Linked DNA regions of Mus musculus: all the other regions are linked to region 4. The links are chromatin contacts, called in public HiChIP or PLAC-seq and promoter capture Hi-C maps. All regions are on one chromosome and are shown on one strand. The core of a region is the stretch at or near the end of the contact, and the rest is flanking DNA. Distances in the headings are between cores, read along the strand shown. Region 1 holds the start of Olfr432 (olfactory receptor 432). Region 2 overlaps Aim2 (absent in melanoma 2). Region 3 holds the start of Spta1 (spectrin alpha, erythrocytic 1). Region 4 holds the start of Ifi207 (interferon activated gene 207). Region 5 holds the start of Aim2 (absent in melanoma 2).

The links. Promoter capture Hi-C pulls out the DNA fragments that hold promoters and counts their contacts. HiChIP or PLAC-seq counts read pairs in DNA pulled down with a chosen protein or histone mark. Capture Hi-C pulls out chosen DNA fragments and counts their contacts.
Region 1: a promoter capture Hi-C map of adipose tissue shows a contact between it and region 4. The contact joins the promoter of Olfr432 here to the promoter of Ifi207 in region 4. A contact is called at or near these places in 12 of 39 promoter capture datasets (the 3T3-L1 cell line, 3T3-L1-derived adipocytes, the C10 cell line and 7 more), 1 of 484 Hi-C or Micro-C datasets (adipose-derived mesenchymal stem cells), 1 of 115 datasets of contacts at active chromatin or transcription factors (heart atrium) and 5 of 9 other capture datasets (adipose tissue, bone marrow-derived macrophages, liver and 2 more).
Region 2: an H3K27ac HiChIP or PLAC-seq map of bone marrow-derived dendritic cells shows a contact between it and region 4, with 3 times the contacts expected there. The contact joins the enhancer-like site here to the promoter of Ifi207 in region 4. A contact is called at or near these places in 8 of 39 promoter capture datasets (the 3T3-L1 cell line, 3T3-L1-derived adipocytes, the C10 cell line and 4 more), 4 of 15 datasets of contacts at CTCF or cohesin (the NIH/3T3 cell line, large pre-B cells and pro-B cells), 3 of 484 Hi-C or Micro-C datasets (adipose-derived mesenchymal stem cells, bone marrow-derived macrophages and macrophages), 5 of 115 datasets of contacts at active chromatin or transcription factors (bone marrow-derived dendritic cells, bone marrow-derived macrophages, fibro-adipogenic progenitors and 1 more) and 4 of 9 other capture datasets (adipose tissue, bone marrow-derived macrophages, liver and 1 more).
Region 3: a promoter capture Hi-C map of the 3T3-L1 cell line shows a contact between it and region 4, with 2.4 times the contacts expected there. The contact joins the promoter of Spta1 here to the promoter of Ifi207 in region 4. A contact is called at or near these places in 5 of 39 promoter capture datasets (the 3T3-L1 cell line, the C10 cell line, the HPC-7 cell line and 2 more).
Region 5: a contact with region 4 is called in a promoter capture Hi-C map of macrophages, with 6 read pairs. The contact joins the promoter of Aim2 here to the promoter of Ifi207 in region 4. A contact is called at or near these places in 2 of 39 promoter capture datasets (the C10 cell line and macrophages), 1 of 484 Hi-C or Micro-C datasets (bone marrow-derived macrophages) and 3 of 9 other capture datasets (bone marrow-derived macrophages, liver and macrophages).

What each region holds. Positions count from the first base shown.
Region 1 is chr1:174,047,355-174,051,800 of GRCm38.p6, reverse strand. Olfr432 (olfactory receptor 432) reads right to left here and starts at 1,426. Exons shown (of 1, transcript NM_146716.2): 1 at 488-1,426. The coding sequence starts at 1,426. The coding sequence ends at 488. It also overlaps the pseudogene Olfr431-ps1.
Region 2 is chr1:173,449,370-173,453,796 of GRCm38.p6, reverse strand. Aim2 (absent in melanoma 2) reads right to left here. Exons shown (of 9, transcript NM_001013779.2): 3 at 849-969. Among named protein-coding and RNA genes, the nearest start is that of Aim2, 31 kb to the right of the region's middle. Within about 2 kb of position 1,911, at least 44 of the 459 cell types and tissues checked have an H3K27ac peak or open chromatin away from gene starts, as enhancers often do. A contact at or near this core is called in bone marrow-derived dendritic cells, bone marrow-derived macrophages, macrophages and 1 more, where this site is marked.
Region 3 is chr1:174,170,848-174,175,784 of GRCm38.p6, reverse strand. It overlaps Spta1 (spectrin alpha, erythrocytic 1), which reads right to left and starts at 3,009. Exons shown (of 52, transcript NM_011465.4): 1 at 2,824-3,009; 2 at 1,222-1,458; 3 at 1-22. The coding sequence starts at 2,844. It overlaps Gm36196 (a long non-coding RNA gene), which reads left to right and starts at 3,004. Exons shown (of 3, transcript XR_373720.3): 1 at 3,004-3,232.
Region 4 is chr1:173,740,445-173,744,838 of GRCm38.p6, reverse strand. It overlaps Ifi207 (interferon activated gene 207), which reads left to right and starts at 3,030. Exons shown (of 8, transcript NM_001204910.1): 1 at 3,030-3,251.
Region 5 is chr1:173,418,764-173,423,388 of GRCm38.p6, reverse strand. It overlaps Aim2 (absent in melanoma 2), which reads right to left and starts at 2,785. Exons shown (of 9, transcript NM_001013779.2): 1 at 2,703-2,785.

The DNA of each region.
Region 1 (4,446 bases), core at 177-2,676, 310 kb before region 4:
CATCTTCCAACATTATTTATCAGAATATTGTCCAAATGTACTGAACTCCATGTACTTTTGTGTTCTGTTTTCATATCTCCCTGGTGTCCATCCCAACATTTGCGCAATGCTCTCTTCCAAAATCTTTAACTAATTTCAATATCTTCTTGGTCTTTCTTCAAAAATCCGGTCTGAAACATTAACACATAGCCAGACCAGATTCTAGAAATTAAACCAACTCACTTTCTAACTAAGTTCCATCTGCCTGAGAAAAGGTGAACGTCATTTTGTTTCTTCCCCTTCAAATCTGTGTCCTCACCCACTCCTACGTTGGTAGGTTCAGGGACTATATTTGTCTTACAACATTTTACAATGTGTCCTAATGAAAGATTTCATGAGTTGAAAATTTGACATATCATCGAAACAACTAGTTAATTGTCTATACAATAAGCAGGGAAATCTTTCAATTTTCATATGATGGAATACAATAAACCTAGCAGACTTCAAGTCATTTCAGCACAGCATTAATCCTCTGTGTGACCCTCTTAAAAGCCTCTTTTACTTCCTTATTGCGAAGAGTATAAATAATAGGGTTGAAGAAAGGGGTGAGCAAAGTATATACCAAGGCAATAAGCTTGTCTCTGCCTTCAGCTCGAATCTCTGGTGGGCCCACATAGACAATGAAGGCAGAGCCAAAGAACAGTGTCACTACGGTTATATGGGAGGAACAGGTGGAAAAGGCTTTTGCACGACTAGCAGCTGAAGGCAGCTTCAGCACAGCTCTCACAATACCTCCATAGAGTCCCAAGATGAAAGTAAGATTGCATGTATTGATCATGCCAATCACTGCAATATAAAGCCGAGCATGCCAGCTAGTGTCCACACATGCCAACTGCATCACTGGTGCCAGGTCACAAAAGTAATGGGCCACCTCTTTCAAACAATAAGGTAAAGAGGCAGTGAGACCTGCAGGCACCAGGGCAGCTGAAAAACCAGCCAACCATGTAACCCCAACTAACTGTTTCTGTACCTGTCTGCTCATGAGTGCATGGTAGTGCAGTGGACGACAGATAGCAAGGTAGCGGTCCAGAGCCATGACACCTAGCAGGTAGCACTCGGTCATGCCCAAGGAGTGGAAGACATACAGCTGGACAAAGCATGCAGACGAGGGGATGGGTGAAGGCCCATGGAGCAAGGTATGCAGCAAGGTGGGCACTGTGGTGCTGACATACCAGAGTTCCAGGAAGGAGAGGACACTGATAAAGAAGTACATGGGAGTGGACAGCCCTGAATCTGCCTGGATCAAGACAATGATGAACAAGTTCCCTGCCAGTGTGAGGAGATAGATGCACAGGGTTCCAAAAACTGCAAGATGTTGCAGGGTGCCAGAGGTAGTGAAACCAGCAAGGATGAAGGTCCGTGTCCAGGTATAGTTGACATGATCCATGATTCCTGGGAATGAAAGAAAAAGGCAGTAAATAATCACCTTTATGTTTTTCCTCTGGACAATGTTCCCCAGAGACCAAAGTATAGAACACACAAGTCAAAATCACATATTGTCTACTCAATCCATTCCATCTACAGGATGAAAGAGGATTTGACTACTAGTAGTCAGAAGTGGTTTGTTTAATATCTGTTGGTGACAGTGGCCACATAGAATTATTGTTTTAATTCACAGAACAACATTTGTAGACTATGGCAGCAGTCAGGCCTAAGATTTTCTCCTCTCTGCTTTGCCAAAAAAAAAAAAAAAAAAAAGAAAAAAAAAGAAAAAGAAAAAAGAAAAAAAAGAAAAAAAAGAAAAATCCCAACAAATAAAATGATAGGAAAATTCTGCTTCTTTCTCCTACCATTCCTAGTTAAGTGCTCCCATGATAATTCGAAATTATGATCCTTATTGTATACTGGATTCAACAACTAGGATATAGTAGGAAAAGGAGACTTATGTTCATTCATTAACATCTAAGTCTTATTGGGGGTTCTCCAGGTTTGTTTAGAACTCATCAAGGTTCTTATCAAAGGTGGAAAGAGAAAATGATGGACAAGAAACAAGGCTATCTTAGGAACATATCTCAAAGCTGAATACTTTTGGGAAACATGAATAATCCATTGGCTAAGAGGATGTGTTTTCTGGAAGTATTCTAGTGGGAGATACACTTCAGAATACTGCAGTGGGTAGGAGAAAGGGAGAAGTACAAAGCAAAGCCCCTATGAGATGTGTCAAGAGGTGCTAAAGTAGTACAAGCAATGCCTTATTTCAGGAGTCGTATTTCCTCATTTGTCTTCACCACCAACTCAACGTGAATCTTGATCCAAACCAACACTTCCTCTGTGGCTGAAGTCCTGTAACTGAAGAAGTTTAAGTTACAGGTTCCCGAAGTTTCTGACGTGGTAATAGCTTATGATTCTCTAGTTATTGATTGATTTGTACTAGGTTCCTCATGGACAGCCTTTATTAATATCTGCAGAATGTCATGCTCATACTCAAATGGAAATTATTCAGAAAAGGTCAATTATTCAGCTGCCTCCTGCTGCTTTTTTTTTTTTTTTTTTTGCTGTTCTTACCTCTTGTGTGCCACCTCCAACCATTACCTCATTCTTTTGGTTACAACAGAACTAGTCTCATTCTTCTTGGTATCACTTCTATCCCAAGACACTCCCTTATTTATAATTCCTGCTCCTGGAAACAAAGCTCTCCCACAAACTCCTTAATAAACGTTCCCTGAGGTTACTATGACTAACTCTCAGTATGGATCCCTCTGGGGCAAGAAGTGAGGCCCACAGAAATGAGTCAGATGAGATGTGTGTGTCTCGCCAATGACTTACCTCTGCATCTACACTTTGGAGTTCTGCAATCTAATCCAGGGATATTGCCTGTCTTGCAATGACCATATAACATGACATTAAGGAAACAATCTAGTACTCATATCTTCATTCACACATAAAGAATAACAACTTTAGGAAAGGGGAATTGCTTTGCCCCTTTAAAATTACACTTGCCTGGAGATTTGCCATCATTCTGCATCATTTGCCTTATGACTTAACAACCTAATCCACACGGTAGCTTTTTGTTTTCTGCTGAATGACCCTATTTCTTCCTTCATACCATCACCTCATACTGCAGTGGCCATAATGGGTTCTCTGGTCCAATGTTCTGCAGATATTAATAAAGGTTGGCTGTCCATAAGGAACCTAGTACAAATCAATCAATAACTAGAGAATCATAAGCTATCACCATGTCAGAAACTTCGGGAACCTGTAACTTAAACAAGCTATCACCATGTCGGATGGGTGCTGAGCTTCGGGAACCTGTAACTTAAACTTCTTCAGTTACAGAACTTCAGCCACAGAGGAAGTGTTGGTTTGGATCAAGATTCACGTTGAGTTGGTGGTGAAGACAAATGAGGAAATACGACTCCTGAAATAAGGCATTGCTTGTACTACTTTAGCACCTCTTGACACATCTCATAGGGGCTTTGCTTTGTACTTCTCTCTTCTTCCTAGCCACTGCAGTATTCTCTGGTAGTATTCCAGATTTTATTTTACTTTTAAAATTATTGATTTATCTGTATTGTATACCTGCGTACCTATTTATGTGTGCTCAAAGACCAGAGGAAGGCATCAGATCATCTGGAGCTAGAGTTACAGGCAGTATGAGCAGCCAGAGATGGGTGCTTAGAGTTCCATAAGGTCCTCTGTAAGAACAGCAAGTATACTTACCTGCAGCACAATATCTCTAGTTCTCTGCTAATGCTATTCTAAATGCAGTATTCTAAATCCCCATCAATAGGATTGCTACCAGTTCTCAATAAATGTCACCACCATTTTTCCCCTGGACATCTTAATGCAATAAGTTTGTTTCTTTTTTTCTTTTCTTTCTTTCTTTCTTTTTTTATTTTTTTACAAAATATTTGTACTCTAATTTTCTTTAAAACTCTTTATATCAGTATCTGAATTTTTTTTAAATCTCATCTGAGTACTATCTCAGATTTTCATTTGGATAGATTTACAGTCCAGATGAATAACAAGATAACTGGATTTACCCACTGAGTGTGAAGCATTAAACTTGTTCATTGATCCAAAGGTACTGTCTTCTTAATGTCAATGAAAAAGACAAGGGAAGATACAGTAGTTAAGTGAAAGTAATAATGTATTCTCTTTATAATAATAGACAGGTCACATTAAGTGGGAATAAAATACTCGATCCCTGACATTGAGCTTCCTGTGGAAAGTTTAGCACTGGACACCAAGATATAATATATACATTGGTTATAACTACTAATACAGCTTCAGGATGGGCAGGGACTATAGCGTACTTCCTATGAAATATTTGACCATTCACTTGGGTAAATAATTGCAACTGTCCTTCAATACAATGCTGTATCTTCTCCAGTCCCAAACAATTCAGTGGCCACTGTTCATCTAAACTCTTAAATTAACAATGGGGCAGTCTCAGAGTGGCAAGGT
Region 2 (4,427 bases), core at 662-3,161, 290 kb after region 4:
TATAGACTACAGTTAATGAGACCTTGCCACTCTCGGTAAAAACTGGGCAGGTAAGGAAGAGATCAGAGTATCTCTGCTTACGTGGGTGGTGCTCATATTCAAAGCCCAAAACTACCATAAGCACCCTTTCCAACTTAAGACATACAATACACCCAGAATAGCCACAGCGAGGAGTCTGCACCAGGGCACCAGTCCCTTCGACAAACGGGAAGTAGGAAATCTCCTCTGACTTAGTATGTGGAGGATGCTAATCACCTCAGCATGCTTTCTGCTGGTCTGTGTGAAATTTTAATCTTTCTACACCCATCTTCGATAAAAACATAATCACAGTTAATCACACTTTATATGAAAAATTAAGACATTGATTCCTCCAAAGGTTGTTTATCTTATTTACATACAATTTTTCATTTTACTATAGAATAAGTCTTCAAAAAAAAGTTGTAAACTATTGGTTGAGACGAAAATGAATCTCAGCAGTAGAGCCCTTGACTCCTATGTGGGAGGTTCTGGGTTCAACTGAAAGGACCAGGAAATACAGCCACAGTGAGGTGCTGGGTAGAGGGTGGATTATCAGCGAAGGAAATGCACTCCAATCCTCAGGGCCAGCAAGAGGTGCAGCTGCAATCTGAGAGTACAGTGCTATGCCTCGCAGAATGCATATGCCAAGTGCTCGCACAGGGAGCCTGAGAGATGGAAAGGGTTAAGAAAGACATATATGATAGGCTGGCCTCTTTCTAAACAGGGAGGGCTGTTACACTATGTGAAAGTGCCCTTTACGGCATACCTGGAAAACACCAGCTCTGCAGTAATTGTTGGTTCAATTTGGGATTTGAGGCACAATGACTTACCTGACGCCACCCAGCTTCTAAAGGATGACTATGCGGCCAGACCTCAAGTCTCCTGAATCAAGTCCTCTGTACTGTCTTGTTCCCACTGCCTTTGTATTATTCACAGAATGGGCAACAATACCTTTAAATTAAAAAACAAAACAAAACAAAACAACAACAAAATTCTAACGTTATTGGCTGTTATTCGAAGACACACATTCCGTAACTCTCTTAAAGTATTAATAATGATATAATAATTGCCATCTTTTCCCCTTGTCAAAACCATTTATCTCTCTTCACTGTGTGTTGGAATAAATTAAACCCACCCTCTCTGTAGATTTCTACTCAAACTTCCCTGCATATGTATTATAAAACTAAAACTGGCCCTGTTCCTCTCTGTTACCACAAACTGTTTCGTTTTCCTCTCTACTTGTCTACTTAGCAATCCAGTAGTTTTTTGGTTCACATTCTGTGCTGGAATAAAAGTGGCTTGTGGGCAAGGACTCTGTTGTTCATGTCTGCAGTCCTGGCTCCTAAAATAGCATCTGCAATACAAGCATTCAACAAACATTCATTGACTTTTTCTAAGTAAAAATACAGTTCTAGGTGTCTTCTGGGCTGGATTCTGGGTGCTTTTAGTTTGACTAAGAAGCCCAGTTGAAAGGTCACAGAACAATATGGCAGGAAATAAGAACCCCTAGCAACCATCTTCCCACAGGCACACAAATTTTGATTAGTTGTACAGAGCCCAACCCACCCTCCTAACACCTAAAGAAGCCATGTGAGAGACCATCCTGTCTTGGTTGCATTTGATAGTAAGACAAGACACAATGAAGAAATGGGAGGGAGAGATTTGTCCATGTTGACACTCCTCCACATTCACAAAGGGGGGTGGGGGGCAGAGAGAGACAGAGAGAAGGAATTCATCCCAGGCCTTAGTCTTTAAACTCAGTACGAGGCTATCATAGCGAAGTATCACTGCTTGGAAGAATTCTATAACCCCTTCCCCCAGGCTAGACTGAGCAACTGGAATTGTGTAAGTCAGTCTGCATGCTCACTTCCTCTATCTCTTCTCCTTGGATCTGGGTCAGACAGAAGGATGAGCAGAAAGGTCTCCACCCACAGGCAACATGGCCCAAATCTAGCCCAGAATTCTGCTCACTGCAGTGGGAAGTAGCAAGAAACAGAAAGTAACGCCTTTTAGACCCAGGCCACATCTCATAGATGAAACCTCCCTCCCGACATACACTAGAACTAAGCAATTGCCTACATGCCAGTGGGACTGTCTCAAGCTTGCTTAGATCGTTACCAGCCTGGCAGTGAGAAAGGGACACACACCCTACTCTGACCACATATTTTCTCTGCCTGTGAGTCCCAGGTGTGACACAGGTTAGTGTCGCCCTTGGTGGACCCTAGATTTGGGTATCAGCTCTCTTCAGGTTAGTGTTATCAGACAGATCATCAAGCACAAATTATCAAGATCATTTGACATGACTTACCACCAAGCAGGGACTTATACCCTACTGGGATGTCATATTTGGGCCTGTTTGTCTACTGGGATGGCATAGACCTGGGTGCACTCACCATGAAATTCAGAAAGAGAAACAAGAATTCAAAGCTAACTCACTGGCCACTGCCAATAGCAGACCTAGCATCCATGGGAAGTGGGTGTTGAGGGATTGTAGCAAAGGAGAACACATGTTTCAGAAGCTAAGAAAAGATCACTCTTAAAGTTTTTTTTTTTTTTAAGAATCAACTGTGTCTCTTGTTTGTTTTGCTATAAAGCTACCTAAGGTGAAGGCTACAGATGTGTCATGGGGTTAGCCATGTGGGGTTACGGGTAGCAAGAAGAGCGACAAGGAAGTGGGATGGAAGTTCAACACAAGTCTTGCTGTAAAAGGGCCAGAGAAATGTGATAAAAGACAGGGTAGGAGGTGGGATAGGAAATGGAGAAAGTGACTTATAATTGCTCACTTGATCTCTTTTCTAACATGAGAGGAATCAGTCTTGCTTCATGCTGATGAGAATGTTCTAGAAGGGGGCGAGCTGTGGTATAGAAGAACAAAAGGAAAATTGCTCCTGGGAGTGAGCCTGAGGATGACTCCTCTGGAGTACACCTTCTGAAACAAAGGAAAGCCACTCTCCATTTCCTGCATCTGACATCTGCTGTTAGGGACAGACGCCCACCTTCCTCATGCCAAGATTTCTCAATTCTTCAAGGATCTCCAACCGTGTTCACTTGCTGCCTACGGCTGACAGCTAGACAGCTAGACAGACACAGACTCAACTCCTGGCTCTGCCATTTATTGGCTGTGTGACATCTGGTAAATTACAACCTTATAAAGTGTCCATATCCTCAAGTGTAAAATGGGGAAAAGGTGAACATCTCCATTAAATGGCTACTGTTATAATGCCATGCTACTGAATCAGGGACTTGTAACAGAACCATGTGAGACTAATCACTGAGTCAAAGCTATTAATAGAAAAGTGATAGACAGGATTCAGGGTAGTGATAGTGTACAAGGAATAGAAACTTAGTTTGGGATGGGAGGTGAGGGCTTGTGTTAGGAACTGGGAAAAGAAGGTGGAGGAGTATTTTTCAAAAACTGTTTTGAAAAGACCGAAGACGAAAAAGATGAGGAAAAATTGACATGCAGGCTTGGTAGCTTGCAAGCTGGCTGACTGTCTGGGCTAAAACAGAGGGCTCAGGGGCAGATATGTCAGATGGGAGGCTCCCAGAGCTGGATGAGGGATTAAGTCACTAAGATACTGGGCTACTGCCCGAGAGGTACCTCGGGGACCTTGCATGAGGAGCTGCAGAAAATGTCAGTCTCCTAAAAAGGCTGGCAGGAAATCTTTAAGAGTGACTGAAGCTCAAGAGAAATGAGTCCAACCAAGAGACTCCAGGGGACAGAGCTGGAGTGACAGTAAAGAAAATGTCTGCTTTGAGAGCTGATAGCATGTGCTCATGCTCAAAGCCTCAGAGGATGAACTACATGGCTGGTGCCCTCAGTCTTCTCTCCGGTGGGACAACCATAAAATCACCCAACACTCTTACTTTGCTTCTCATCCCTTGTTCCCCAACAAGTGTGTGCTGCCTCCATCTGGCACATGAAGCTGTTTTCCAGTACTGCTGGTAAGCACAAGACCTTTGCCCCAAGGCACCACAAAGACTCCCATGTTCATAGCTGGTAGGATCCCAGCTCCATTAGCTGAGACAGTCTTCGTTTCATAGCCACAGAAGATAAATTCTTATAGATGCTTCCTGTTAATTCATCTCAAAGTTAAAGTGACACAAAGAAAGAAATGACCAAGAAGAGTCTGTAAGGAATGATAACAGATGAGTTGCTGATACTTGTATAGCAAACAGACATAAGGTAGCGCTTGATTTTTGACCATTAGGACCTTCTCACTATGCTTAGAGGGCAAAGATAAGAAGAAATACTTCAGGCCATGCTGATCTACACAACAAGTTTGACCCTAATGTCTATGCTATATGAGAGCATATAGCATATATGTCCAAAAACCCAACCCAACCAAACCAAAACCAAACTGAACTGAAAGATTTGCTGGTCTCAAACAAAATGCATATAAAATCCT
Region 3 (4,937 bases), core at 1,760-4,259, 430 kb before region 4:
ATTCGTGCTTCTGATATTTCCCCTGCAGATTAGGAAGCAGAGTTTATGAATAACAAAATGCAGTCTTATGGGGAAACCAGGAACTGTTTTTGTTCTTCCTCCCAATTCTAAGCAGACTCCCTGCTCTTCTGCATTTACACAGGGATTTCCCTTGGCTGTAGCAGAAACAATCCTATCCTGAAACAAGCAAGTGGTTACTCAAGAAAAACAACTGAAAGTGACTTCTTGAGTCAAAAGTCATAAAGGAAGTCTTTTCTGTTGGTGCTTCCTTCCACTTAAGGCTCCACAGGCTTCTCTGTGAATAAAACCGTGTAATACATACTGCCCTTTAAAGTGCTAATGCTGAGTTCTCTTGTAAGAGGTACAATGAGGAAAATGAAATTATTTGTCTAAAGTTCATAAAGAGCTCTGGCTCTTGTTTTATGTGAATTATGACACATACATAACATATCACCCAGATCTTGCTCCATTCTTGCCGGCTCAACACCAAGATCATTCCTTATGACCTTGCTATGCAACATGCCAATAGATGTAGAACTTTCCACCAAAGCTCTCGCCCTACAACCTTTTATTTGAATTTAACAACAGCTATGAATAATAATTTTGAGAAAGGCTTGAAAAATATCCCCAGCTGAAGAGAATAGACAGTGCTTTAGAAGCCCTGATAAGTTTTACTGTCTATGTTTTAAAAATTAATCGTTAATATCATAATATAGAAAGCACAAGGTATGTCAAAGTTTCTTGAACTTTTAGACACTATTTTGTCTAATAAGCTATCATGAAGTAATGACTCCAATGAGTTTTATTTGCAGATAAGACTCTGAAAGTTAAGAAATGGAAGGCATAGAACATTTAGAGGCACAACTTTCATCTCTATTAGATAGTCTAATCTTTCTGTGACATCTATGTATTAATTATAAGAATGTGAGTTCTGAACGAAACTTCAATATGATGCAGTATGTTTCTGTATTATCAACAACTGATGTATTGTCAGTTTTTTTTTCTTCTAGCTCACTTTTCTAATGTTGTAAAGAAGAAATAATGCCAGCCTTTTTCTTAACTGAATTTTTTAAGTTCCCATTCTACCATTTTGGCTTTGTTCTGTACACAGAATCAGGGCATGCTTACATCCACCTCCTCAACATTAACATGAGGAAAAGGCCACTTCAGTCTCTAGAGAACTCAGGGTGAGTTCTGTAGACATTTGTGGCACTGAGTTACCTGTATGTTTGTGGGTTCATATGTCTTATCTTTTGCAATTTCAAGCTTTTCCATGATCCACTTCTCCAGGTCATCTGCGTCTCTCCTGAAAACTTGATAGTGGTAAGACTCCTCAAGCTTCTGACCCCTCTCGGCAACGCGATCCTTGAACCTCTGGTACTGGTTTAACACCTCCGCTCTTCGGTGTTGGATTTCTTCTGCTGTTTCTAGGACCTTTGGTCCGCTGCTCTCGACAGCCTGTAAGTGAAAAAGTCTCTTCATGTTTTGAAATATTATTCTATATCCCACAATACACATTATGTTAATTAAAGCTATACAAAGAAAAATAAATAATGCCTGTAGCTGTGGCTAGTTCTCATGTTTAGAATGCGATCCCTCTTGCATATCCCAAGGCTTTCATCCATATTGAATCTATGTTCACAAATTATTAAGCCTATTAATTCATACGGTTATTGGGTGCTGTATAACTGTATAATTTTAAACTATAAATAGCTATTTTTAGATTCTATAGAGAGAAGAAATTTGGACTGCTGAAGCAATGCCACAGAATGTCAGATATACATACATACATTATATATATATATATATATATATCCCAGTACAGGGGAACGCCAGGGCCAAGAATTGGGAATGAGTGGGTAGGGGAGCAGGGCGGGAGGAGTGTATAGGGGACTTTTGGGATAGCATTTGAAATGTAAATGAAGAAAATATCTAATAAAAAATTGAAAAAAAAACTTGGTGCCACAACATTCACAAAAAAAAAAAAAAAAAAACGGGGGGGGGGGGAAATGGTAATTTATACCCTTCAAAGGCTAAACAACATTGATAAGTGCTGGTTATCCTGTAAGTTTAAGGAACAGTCAGATGGTTTGTAATTGCTTTAGTGAATCACACACATAAACCTGAGTACTTTTCCTTTTTAAAAGTCTAGATCATGTATTATGTACTCTTCTAATTTGATTTACTAAAAAAAAAAAAGCTGCTTAAAAGAAAATCTAAATGTAACCTGTCTTCTCACTTGTCACAAAGTATAAATCATTAATGTTTTAATAATTGGATTTTGGAATATAAAATATTTATTATTAATCAACACAAAATCATGCTTTAATTTAAAGAAATCCAGTTTTTGTGTAACAATATTTAGAAAAAAATTCCATAGAGACATTTCTATAGTGCATTGCTCTCCTTACATCTTCTATCCAAAATATGCAATACCGTTTATATTTTGATGTTACTTTATTTTCTAAATATAGTTTTTTTATAGACAGTAATTCCTGAGATGACTCTAAAATTAAGTCATTCCACAAGAGCACAATTTTTAGTGGGATTATTTGGTTTCAAATTACCTAGTAGTTTTCTGAATATCTGACTTGAGCAAGTAATTATTAAAATTATTATTATTAATTATTATTATTATATAGTTGTAAAGTTCTACATTATTTTTAGAAGTGAAACCTTCATAAAAGAATTAAAATCAAAACTCTTTGCTACGTTAAAATCAAATAAGTGTAATTTTTAACGACCCTGTGAGGATGGAATGGAAGGCTCAGAGGAGACAAGCTTTCCTAACTTCATCAGGAATGAGAATTCGTCTGTACTCACAGTTTCCTTTGGAGTTTCCATCTCTGCTCAGCTCAGTCTAAGGCTTTGCAAGATGAAATGTAGCTAAGAGAGAAAAATAGTTCTTTGAATGTCCAGTCCACTTCAAATAGGAATGTCAGAAATGTGAATGTGGCAAAGGCCCAGAGGAAAAAAAGAGTTTTAGAGTCCCGCCAAGCGTAGACAATCTGCATTATCTCCAGGGGACATATTCAGTTGAGGCAGCTGCTGACTTCCACACACAAGGTGACTCAGCAGTTTGGGGGGCTGTGGCTCTCTGGACCTCAGTAGGTATTTTACAAAGGAAAGGAAACAAAGTTTTCAGATGCAAAAGTTTGGAGGAAAACCAGTGACATTTGAAAGGCAAGTGCCTGTATTGGGCTGTGTTTTACTCAGTCACAGAGCTTATAAGGTAAGAGAATTTAAAAATCAGGAAGAAATTCCAGGTTTCCCTTTCTTCTGATTTCACACTGGAGAACTGAGGGAATCAGAGGAGACATGTTTCTCTCTTTCACCCTTCCTTCCTTCCTTCCTTCCTTCCTTCCTTCCTTTCTTTCTTTCTTTCTTTCTTTCTTTCTTTCTTTCTTTCTTTCTTTCTTTCTTTCTTTCTTTCTTTCTTTCTTTCTTTCTTTCTTTCTTTCTTTCTTTCTTTCTTTCTTTCTTTCTTTCTTTCTTTCTTTCTTTCTTTCTTAAAATTATTTAACCTTTTTTTTTTTTCACTCCAGATTTTATCCCCCTCCAGGTCCACCTTCTGACTGTTCCACATCCCATATCTCTTTGCCAACCCATCCACTGGTCATCCCATTTGCTTCTGTTGCTCCTGCCTTTGTGCCTGTGTCTCAGAAATCAATGGCAAGACCTATGTCATGAAGCTTTACCCCAGGTTTCCTCCTAACAGTTTTACATTACACTTAAGTCTTTTGTATGATGAAGACACAATTTTGTTCCACAACATCCAGTCCTGCCAATTAAGCCACTGTGGTGTGTGTGTGTGTGTGTGTGATTATAAGGAATTAAGGGTTTTGTAATTATTATGAGATGGCATCAGAAAGTAGAGCCCAGAACCATAAATTTTGATGGCCTAAGAGAAGACTGGTTAAAAGGAGGAGGGAAATCATGAAATGAATGGTTTTTACAGGAGGAGTCTTCTGTGCGTGGGTGGGGTGATTTGGAGGGCTGTCCCTCTGGGCCTTGTTTATCAGCTCTGGGCAGAGCTGTACGCATAAGGCAAATCAGCCCTGAGCAGCTGCTTCAGCCTGGCTCACAGCTCAGGACAAAGTGAGGCATTTGATGTCCTGCTCTTGGGCTCAGGGAATCCAAGAGCTTCAGAAACAAAAATGTACAGTTTCCATACTGTAAGCATATTTTGGAGTCAATAAAGACAGATACAATAACTTTAATGCAAAATTAGTATTTCCCAAAGAATAGAATCTATCATCAATCTAGTCTCTAACGATTTTGCCTTTGTTTTGCTGGAGCTACTTCATATTTAAATTCTTTGCTTTTTGACTACTACATGGGTCAAGATAGTAGAACACATTGTTCAGAAAATGAAAAAGGTATTTTGTTGGGGGGTGGGGTGCATAGGGTTTCCATATAGAACTCAAGCTGGTCTAGAACTCTTGTCTGTCCTACTTTAGCTTTTTAACTGCTGGAATTATAGGCAGGCATTACTACATAAACAAAGTCCTTCTGTAGTTAATATCTGCTTTCACCATTACCAGCTGACGGTCTCTGAAGTTGCTTACTCCTTAACTCTAGTTGAATATTTATACCTTCTTTCTGTTTTTCCTTTCCTGTTTATACATATGCTTTCATTGCAGTAATAAAACGTATAAGTCATATTTCCTCTCAACAGTATGTTATACATTTGTGATTAGAAGACAACTTAGAACAGTGGAGGGAATGTTGCAGTGGATTGGAAGCTCAAATTCTTTCGAGCAAATGCTCAAATCTACCACTTAAGGATAAGGGGGCTGTTGGAAATTGACTTAAATTTTCTTAAGCATGCTAGGGAGTAGCTATGACTAATTTGCCTACTTGAACGTTGGCATCTGGCCCAATTTAAAAATGTAGAGTTATTTTGTGCAGGGTGGATTGTCAGTTTTAGTTGGATG
Region 4 (4,394 bases), core at 1,781-4,280:
ATATAATAAGGAAAAGTCATTGTTGCTTCCTGTTATTTTTGTTGTTAGAGTTCTGGTTCTGTTCTTGTGGCTGTCTTCTTTAGTTTTGTTGAAAGATTACTTTCTTGCTTTTTCTAGGGCATAGATTCCCTCCTTTTGTTGGAGTTTTCCCTTTATTATCCTTTGAAAGGCTGGATTAGTGGAAAGATATTGTGTGAATTTGGTTTTGTCATGGAATACCTTGGTTTCTCCATCAACGGTAATTAAGAGTTTTCCTGGGTATATTAGCCTCGGTTGTCCTTTGTGTTCTCTTATGGTCTTTATAACATCTGTCCAGGATCTTCTGCCTTTCATAGTCTCTGGTGAGAAGTCTGGTGTAATTCTGATAAGTCTGCCTTTATATTTTACTTGACCTTTTTCCTTACTGCTTTTAATATTATGGGTTTTTGTTTTGTTTTGTTTTTGTTTTTTGTTTTGTTTTGTTTTTTATGAATTTGCTGTTTTAATTATTATGTGTCTAGAGGAATATCTTTTCTGGTCCAGTCAATTTGGATCTCTGTAGGCTTCTTTTATGTTCATTGGCATCTCTTTCTTTAGGTTAGGGAATGTTTATTCTATAATTTTGTTTAATATACTCAATGGCTCTTTATGTTGATAATCTTCATTCTCATCTATACCTATTATTGTTAAGTGTGATCTTCTCATTGTATCTTGGATTTTCTGGATCTTTTGAATGAGGATCTTTTTACATTTTCTTTGATTGTTGTTTCCATGTTTTCTTTGGAGTCTTCTGTATCTAAGATTCTCTCTTCCATCTCTGGTATTCTGTTCTTGATGCCCACATCTATGGCTCCTGATTTCTTTCCTAGGATTTCTATCTCTAGAGTTGTTTCCCTTTGTGATTTGTTTATTGTTTCTATTTCCATTTTTAGAGTGTGGATGGCTTCATTCAATTCCTTCACCTGTTTGTTTTCTTTAAGTGATTTCTGCATTTCCTCTTTAAAGACTTCTACCTGTTTAGCTGTGTTTTCCTGTATTTCTTTAAGGCAGTTATTAATGTCCCTCTTAAAAACTTCTACAAGTATCATGAGATGTGACTTTAAATCTGAATCTTGCTTTTCCAGTGTGTTTTGGTTTTCAGGCCTCACTGTGGTGGGAGTTCTGGGTTCTGATGATGACAAGTAGTCTTGGTTTCTGTAGGTAAGATTCTTACATTTTCCTTTTGCTATCTGGTAATCTCTGGTGTTAGATGTTCTAGCTGTCTCTGGCTGGAGCTTGTTCCTCCTGTGGGCGTGTAAGTCTTTGTCAGCACTCCTGGGAGACCAGCTCTTTCCTAGCAAGACCAGTGCATGGAGGACTGAGGATCAGCTCCACCTCCTGGCTGAGGATGAAGCCCCATAGTAGGAATGTGTCCAAGAAGCTCTGTTGCTTCTGAGTCCCCTGCTCTTCTGTACAGACACACCTTACATGGAAGAGGAAGTGGTGATTTCACCTGAGTCTCAGGATTCAGAGCACTCCCTTGGAGGCAAGCTCTCCTCTGGCAGGGAAGGTTCACAGAAGAGTTAGGATCACGTCTACTTCTTATCTGAGAATGAAGGCCCAGGGTAGTAGGAATGTGTCCCAGAACATCTGTTGCTTCTGAGGCCCTTGTTCTCCTGCACAGACCTGGCTTACCAAACATTTACTCTTTACCACGAATAGCACAGCTACCGTACTTGACTGAAATACACATTAGCTACCTCTGCCTTCCTTTCCTCATCCATTCTTGTCTCATCATTGGAATCTTAGAGCACCTGCTACCTTCCCAATTCAGTTCTTCCATATAGAACTTACTCCCATCTACCACAACAGCCAAATTCACTCTAGCTTTGTCTTTTCTCATCTTGGTTGAGCTGAATCTTAAGTCCTATTTAACAGAGAACTGTGGAGATACCCTCTTCTACTTATCTGTTCTGAACCTACAGGTTCCAACTCCTTGGGGGATTGCCTAAAACTATCTGCATATCAGATATTTGCACACCAAGGTATTTTATATTTTTTGGGTTGGTTTAGCCAGAGAAGATGCATACAATGCTCAAGAGACTGAAGGCCCCAGGGAATGGGGAAGTCTGGTGGGATGGGGGGTAGGGGCTGGGGAATCCTATGGAGACACAGGGCTCAGGGAGTGGCTATGGGATTGGGAATACCCAGCGGTTGAATCAGGAGGGGATAAAACCTGGAGTGTAAGAAAAAGAAGATTAAATAAAAATTTTAAAAGAGAGAATAGAGGAGTGGAAACAGAGGTAGTCATGACAGTGGTCATTGTGACGAAAAATCAGCTGAAGAAATCCAGAGAACATCTGGAGCTGACACAGGGGTGTCAGAGAGAAAGTTACCCAGGGCTATGAGGAACTGAAGACTGAGATACTGCTGACTGACAACCAGGAACATTGCAGACAGCTGCCAATCCTTGAGGGTCAAGGACTAAGGCACCTCAGTCAATGAGCTGTGACACCAGCCACTCTCAAGGTGCCAGGATCACAAAGGCACTGTCTGTTTCCAACTGTCTTTGATCCACTGCTTTCAGAAGTTAATTATGAAAACTTCCAAATGCCAGGTTGGCAGTTGATGGTTAAATCCCAGAATAATAAGTCTCCAATCCAAAATCTCAGAGCCACAAGTCTCTGGCTTCTGAAGAGTTTGGCACTTGCAAACCCTGGGGATATTAGACTATTTCCTGGGTCTTGAGTACTTTACTACAATAAAAACTCCACCTTAGCTGTCCACGACTCCTATCTAAGTAGAGCAGAACCCTGCTTAGCTAGTTTTAACACCTTGGTATAGGTACACCATGCATGTGAGTTTTGTGTCTAGTGGCCAGTGTACATCCATTTGCTACAAAAGTCAAAAGGTTAGGACGTTCTTATTTAGTGAGATTTGTCAGAAAATCATGTGAGCCTGACTAAGCTGTGATTTTTTTTCATAGTGACCACAGTGTTTTCAGGAAGTTAAGAGGTTTCCCTAGCCAGGGAAATCGAAAATTAAGAACAAAACTGGGAGGAGTCCTGGCTGTTTCAGCACTGCTCACCCAAGGGAGACAGCACAGAGAGATAGCCAATGCTGCTCAAAAAACAACTCTGAGAGTGTCCTAATCACTAGTGCCTTCCTTTACACCCCACGCTTCAGTTTCTCATTTACTACCTGATCTACCTACCTACTCGAGCCAAGCAGGCCACTTCTTGTGTTGTTGAAGGTCTCAGGATCTGTACATCGCAGCAGAAATATCCAAGGAGGTGAGTTCTCTTTGTTTCTTAAATTTGTGGTCAGATCTATCTATGAAATATAAAGGAACAGAGAAAAAAATCAGTGTTGGGGGGTGAGGGGACCAGGGCTGGTCCCAGCTGCAATCACAGCGTTGAACCTGCTCTAGCTGGTTTCAAATGTTTCACTAGGAAGACAGCACATGTCAGAATAAAGGTGCCACCTCTACTCCTATGACTTTTCATGAGTTAGTGCTTATCAATGGTCTTCATTTATCTTCACTAGAGAAGACTTGGGAGCAAGGTGTTTGTGGTGAATGACTGTGTAAAAGACAAGACAGAAACAAGAAAAATGATAACTAAAATAATGTTAAATGAAAACCACACTTTAATATGAATATACTTTCCAGTTTTGTGAATATACAAAACTTGAGAACTCTCATTAGCCTGTAGAAGAAAATGTCCCACGTTTGTTAATACAGTTATTTAAATAGTGTCTTGACATTTTTATGTTTAGGTTTCCTCTTAGCTCCCTCTTGTATCAGATGTTAGAGTCAATATTTGTCATACTCTCCTCTTCATTCCATGCTGGAGGTGATTTCTAATGGGCTAAAGTTAATCTTGTTCATTGTTATTAATTTTTCCTAAAATTTTTCTAATATTTTTATCGTGTTTTGCCTAAGTTTTTAGTAGTTGAGATATGCATAAATTTAAAACCATAGTCATGATTAGTCAATGTCATTCCTGTTTATATATGTATTATTGCTTGTTATTATTACTGTTTGAAAAATAATTTCATTATCCAAGCCAGGTTTGCCTATAACTTGGCACATAGCTGAGGCCACCCTCATAGTTACAGTCTTTCTGCCTCTTCCTCTTTCTCTTCCTCTTCTGCCTCTGCCTCTGCCTCTGCCTCTGCCTCTGCCTCTGCCTCTGCCTCTGCCTCTGCCTCTGCCTCTGCCTCTGCCTCTGCCTCTGCCTCTGCCTCTGCCTCTGGAGGCCTTTAATCATAGACATCCACTACCATGCCCCTCTTAAATGTCTATGATTAACTTTGTATTTTACTATTTAATGTCATGAGAATGATGTAGTTATAAAACTAAAGTCTGTTATTATTTGGTAATTATATAATTAAAATTGTTTCATTTTCTTGGGTTGAAATTTTTCATTATTAAG
Region 5 (4,625 bases), core at 1,536-4,035, 320 kb after region 4:
TCCTGAGAATGATTGCCACAGGATGGGCTGCCCCCACCACAGATTATGCAGTTGCTTCATGGGAGTATCCCAAAAATCCTGTGCTTTGCTCTACACTCCCTATACACTTGTCTGTGACTAAACAGCTATCCCTATGGTGTAAAAACTTCCAAAACTCCTTTTGAAAATAAAAATGGAAAAGATATGCACTTGAGGGATAAACTAGTAAATCAACTGCTGTTGTTCACCAATCAGTTCGTTTTGTCCAGTAAGGCATCTTGTAAGTCTTAGAGGAAATGAGTCATGAATCAGGCAAGATTTCTTCACTATCCCCACAACAAATACAAGTATGTATAGCTGTGTAGTGTACAGGCTGGGGCTGTGTAGTGTAACTCAAGTTGGTCGTCAGACTATGTCTATTTGAGGAGGTAACATTTAAACAATTACAGAGATAAATAGAAAGAGTAATTCTTATATCTTGGAGCTAGATCTAAGGGAAGGTATACAGCCTTATCTATGTACTAAATCACAATGGATTATTCACTTTGCAGTGACTGGCTGTATGCTAGTTTACCTTATTGAAGCAGTAAATGTGATGTTATTCAGTTTCACCAAAAAGTACATCAGAAAGCATTATTCTGGGATAATGATAAATGGCGTTTCCCCACAAGATGTATAAATGGGACTTTTAAAAACATGACTAACATAATATGCATCATTCTGTGTAAAGAATAATCTTAAGTGTATTTTTAAAAAGAAGAAAACAAACATGGAAATATCATATGAAGCGATATAAGATGGTTACACAAGATTCAAACATTTCAACTGACAGAACGCACATGAATTAGACTCATGGGTTTAAAAAGAATGCTAAACTGGAATAAAACCCACTGTGGTGCCTGTGGTGTTTAAAAAAGACACAGTGGGGGAAATTGAAGTGCTGAGTAGCTGCAAAGCAAAAAATACGTGAACATATGTATCAGGCACTAAGCACAAAAACTCTAGTTAGAGCAGCTCTATCAATATTAGTCAGAGAAGACTATAAGACAAATAGTGCCATTAAGGACAGAGTTGCTATACAACAATTAAATGTTAAAGTCATCAAGGTAATATAACCAACAATTCTAAACAGTAAGCACCTCATTGAATAAAGTCAACAGTTGTAAACAAAATTTGACAGTTCTCCACTAACAAATGGCAAATGTACCATGATGGTCAGAAATTACAAAACATTTCCTTCAGTAACTAACGCTTTAAATAGCCAAGAATAAAATAAAACAAAAAGCAAAAAAGTAGAAAAGTTGAACAACATAATTAACAACTATGTTCTGATACTTAGAAATACTTACCACACTTTCGGTAAGGGCACAAAGGTTATCACTGAGTTCCAAAGAGTAGTTACTGTATTAGTTTCTTTTTTTTCTTCAATTTTTAATATTTAAATGTATTTTATACATCAAACATATTAATAATATTGAGCATTTTGAGAATCAAATAGTCTGTAAAAATGTGTTCAACTTTTATATTGATATCCTTTCATACCCTAAAAATATCATTAATGAATATTTAATACAGGAGAACACAGTAAACAGCTATAAGCACTTAAAGAGGCAACACAAAAATCTCTTAAAGAATTACAGGAAAAAACAATCAAACAGGTAAAGGAAATGAACAAAATCATCCAAGATCTAAAAATGGAAATAGAGACAATAAAGAAATCACAAAGGGAGACAACCCTGGAGTTAGAAAACCTACAAAAGAGATCAAGAGTCATAGATGCAAGCATCACCAACAGAATACAAGAGATAGAAGACAGAATCTCAGATGCAGAAGATACCATAGAAAATATTGACAAAACAGTCAAAGAAAATGCAAAAAGCTCTTAACCCAAAACATCCAGAAAATCCAGGACACAATGAGAAGATCAAACCTAAGGATAATAGGTATAGAAGAGAGCGAAGATTCCCAACTTAAAGGGCCAGTAAAGATTTTCAACAAAAATATAGAAGAAAACTCCCCTAACCTAAACAAAAAGATGCTCATGAACATACAAGAAGTCTACAGAACTCCAAACTGGACCGGAAAAGAAATTCCTCCTGTCATAATAATCAAAACACCAAATGCACCAAACAAAAAAAGAATATTAAAAGTGGTAAGGGAAAAAGGTCAAGTAACATAAAGTCAGACCTATCAGAATTACACCAGACTTCTCCACAGAGACTATGAAAGCCAGAAGATCCTGGGTAGATTTCATATAGACCCTAAGAGAATACACATGGCAGCCCAGGCTACTATACCCAGCAAAAATCTCAATTACCATAGATGAAGAAACCAAAATATTCCATGACATAACCAAATTTACACAATATTTTCTCATAAATCCGGCCCTACAAAGTATAATAGATGGAAAACACCAACACAAGAGGGAAACTACACCCTAGAAAAAAGCAAGAAAGTAATCTTTCAAAAAAACTAAAAGAATATAGCCACACAGATATAATTCCACCTCTAACAACAAAAATAACAGGAAGTAGCAATCACTTTTCCTTAAATATCTCTTAGCAATCACTTTTCCTTAATATCTCTTTTCAGTTCCCCGCAAAAGACAGAATTGGATATGTAAACAGGACCCAGCATTTTGCTGTATTAGTTTCTTTTCTGTTTTGATAAAATGTCATGAACATTAGCAACATAGGGGAGAAGTAGGTTTTAATTTTACTTACAGGTCCATGAGGGTGGATTTCATCACGACAAGGAAAAAACCTAGCAGCTAGTTAAGGAAGCATGGCGGCAGACAGGACAGGAAGCAGGCAGGACAGGAAGCAGGCAGGTTGTGATTCTTGCTCAGACAAAGAAACAGAGTTACAAGTGAGACCGCCTATCACCTCTCACAGGCCGCCCTCAGTGACCCACTTCCTCCAATAAGGTTTCTCCAGTAAGTTCCTCCTTGTGAAAGTCCCAAGACCTTCCGGAGCCACCAGCCGGCATATATTCAAACCTCAACAGATACCATAGGAATGATCCTTCCCCCAAATTCCAGGGATTTAACTATGGAAATGGGAAAGCAGGATCCAATTGGAACTAGACTGAAATAAACTTGCTATTACCTAATAAAGTAAAGGAAATAGAGATTAAAAGCACATATAATTTTTAAAAGATGCCATGTCACTTGAACATTTGGGATTATGGAGTAACATTATCTGCTTGGCATTTCTTTCTTTTTTTTTTTTTTTTTTTTCTATTTGATTCCGTGTCTGATTTTTTTTTAATTGTTCTTTTGTGTTACTACCATGCTGGGTTTTTTTTTCCCCACATTTTTTTTATTAGATATTTTCTTCTTAGATTAAGGTTACTTAGAATTTTGAGCTCTGATGCTTTCAAGCTAACGTTACATCACAGGCTTTCTGTCATGCCATTATTCTCACCTTTTATCGAGAAATAGCTCCCTGGCCCCTATGTTTCTTCCCCCTTCAGCTAGAAATCAAAAGCCCTCTTCTAAATATAAATTCATGTCAATAAAACACCTACAGACCAACACACCCAGAAAATCAGAGTTCCTTTTAGGCTCAGTCTGGGTCAACCCTCTGAACAATATATTCTAATTCCTGCCACGGCCAAATGCACTTTCTTTTGTAAAGGTCTCAGTTGTGGTGCAATAAAAGATAACTTCTGTTCCTCAGTCAACTGAAGGTTTAGAACCAGGCTTCCTGCAGCCTTATTCTTTTCTAGAATACAGTCAATACTAATCCCTCTTTCTAACCTCAGAAACCCAGGACTCTCTTTCCTCTTAATTTACTGATTAGCAAAATGGTCCTAAAGCTTTCTCTAGAAAACTTCTGACATATCTTACTTACCTCAGGGGATTTTCTTCTCTCCAAAGCAGCCTTAGTTCTCAACTCAGGGACTGGTGTATGTCCTGAGAGTTCAAACCATCCGCCTCACAAAGATTTTCACTATGAGTAGTAGGACATGAAAATCATGAAAATCAGGTCTTGGGAGACAGAAAGCAGAAAGTACTCTCAACTATCTTCTTTCACTTTGAAGCTTGGCTAGTCCTGGCCCTATAGCTGAGTCCTAAACCCTGATGCTGGGGCAAAATAATTATATATTAAGGCTCTGCCCAAGCAAATGCTAGTTTTCAGTTTCCTTTTTACAAGCCTCAGCAGAGTTTCTCCTCCAGCTGTGAGGTCTCAACCAGAGGTATTTTAGATATAGGGAACTCCACAAAAGTTATTTCCTGCTTTACCAGGGAGTTCATAGCCTAAGGGACAAGCCCAGCCCAATGCACACCACCCACTCACTTACTGGTGGTTGGTTTTCTTTGATTTCAACATCAACACACAAAAAAGGGTGGGCTCTGCATAATCAGATCTCTTGATTGACAGGCTGCCCTCACACAGCTTCCATTACCCAACCTTGCCCTAGTGACTGTAGTGCACTTTACACTTGTAAATTGGTATGCATTGTTTGCTCAGGGAGAGGCTGGTTCTATCCTCCTGCTACTTCAGAGAATATTTGTCTTACAGTGTCCTCCAGGGCTTCTTGTCTGGGGATGTCTGGTTTTCCATCTCTGTTACAAGGAGGACAAAACAGCTCAAGAATAAAAATATGACCTTCTTAAAAACTAGGTCAATCATTTCCAACAT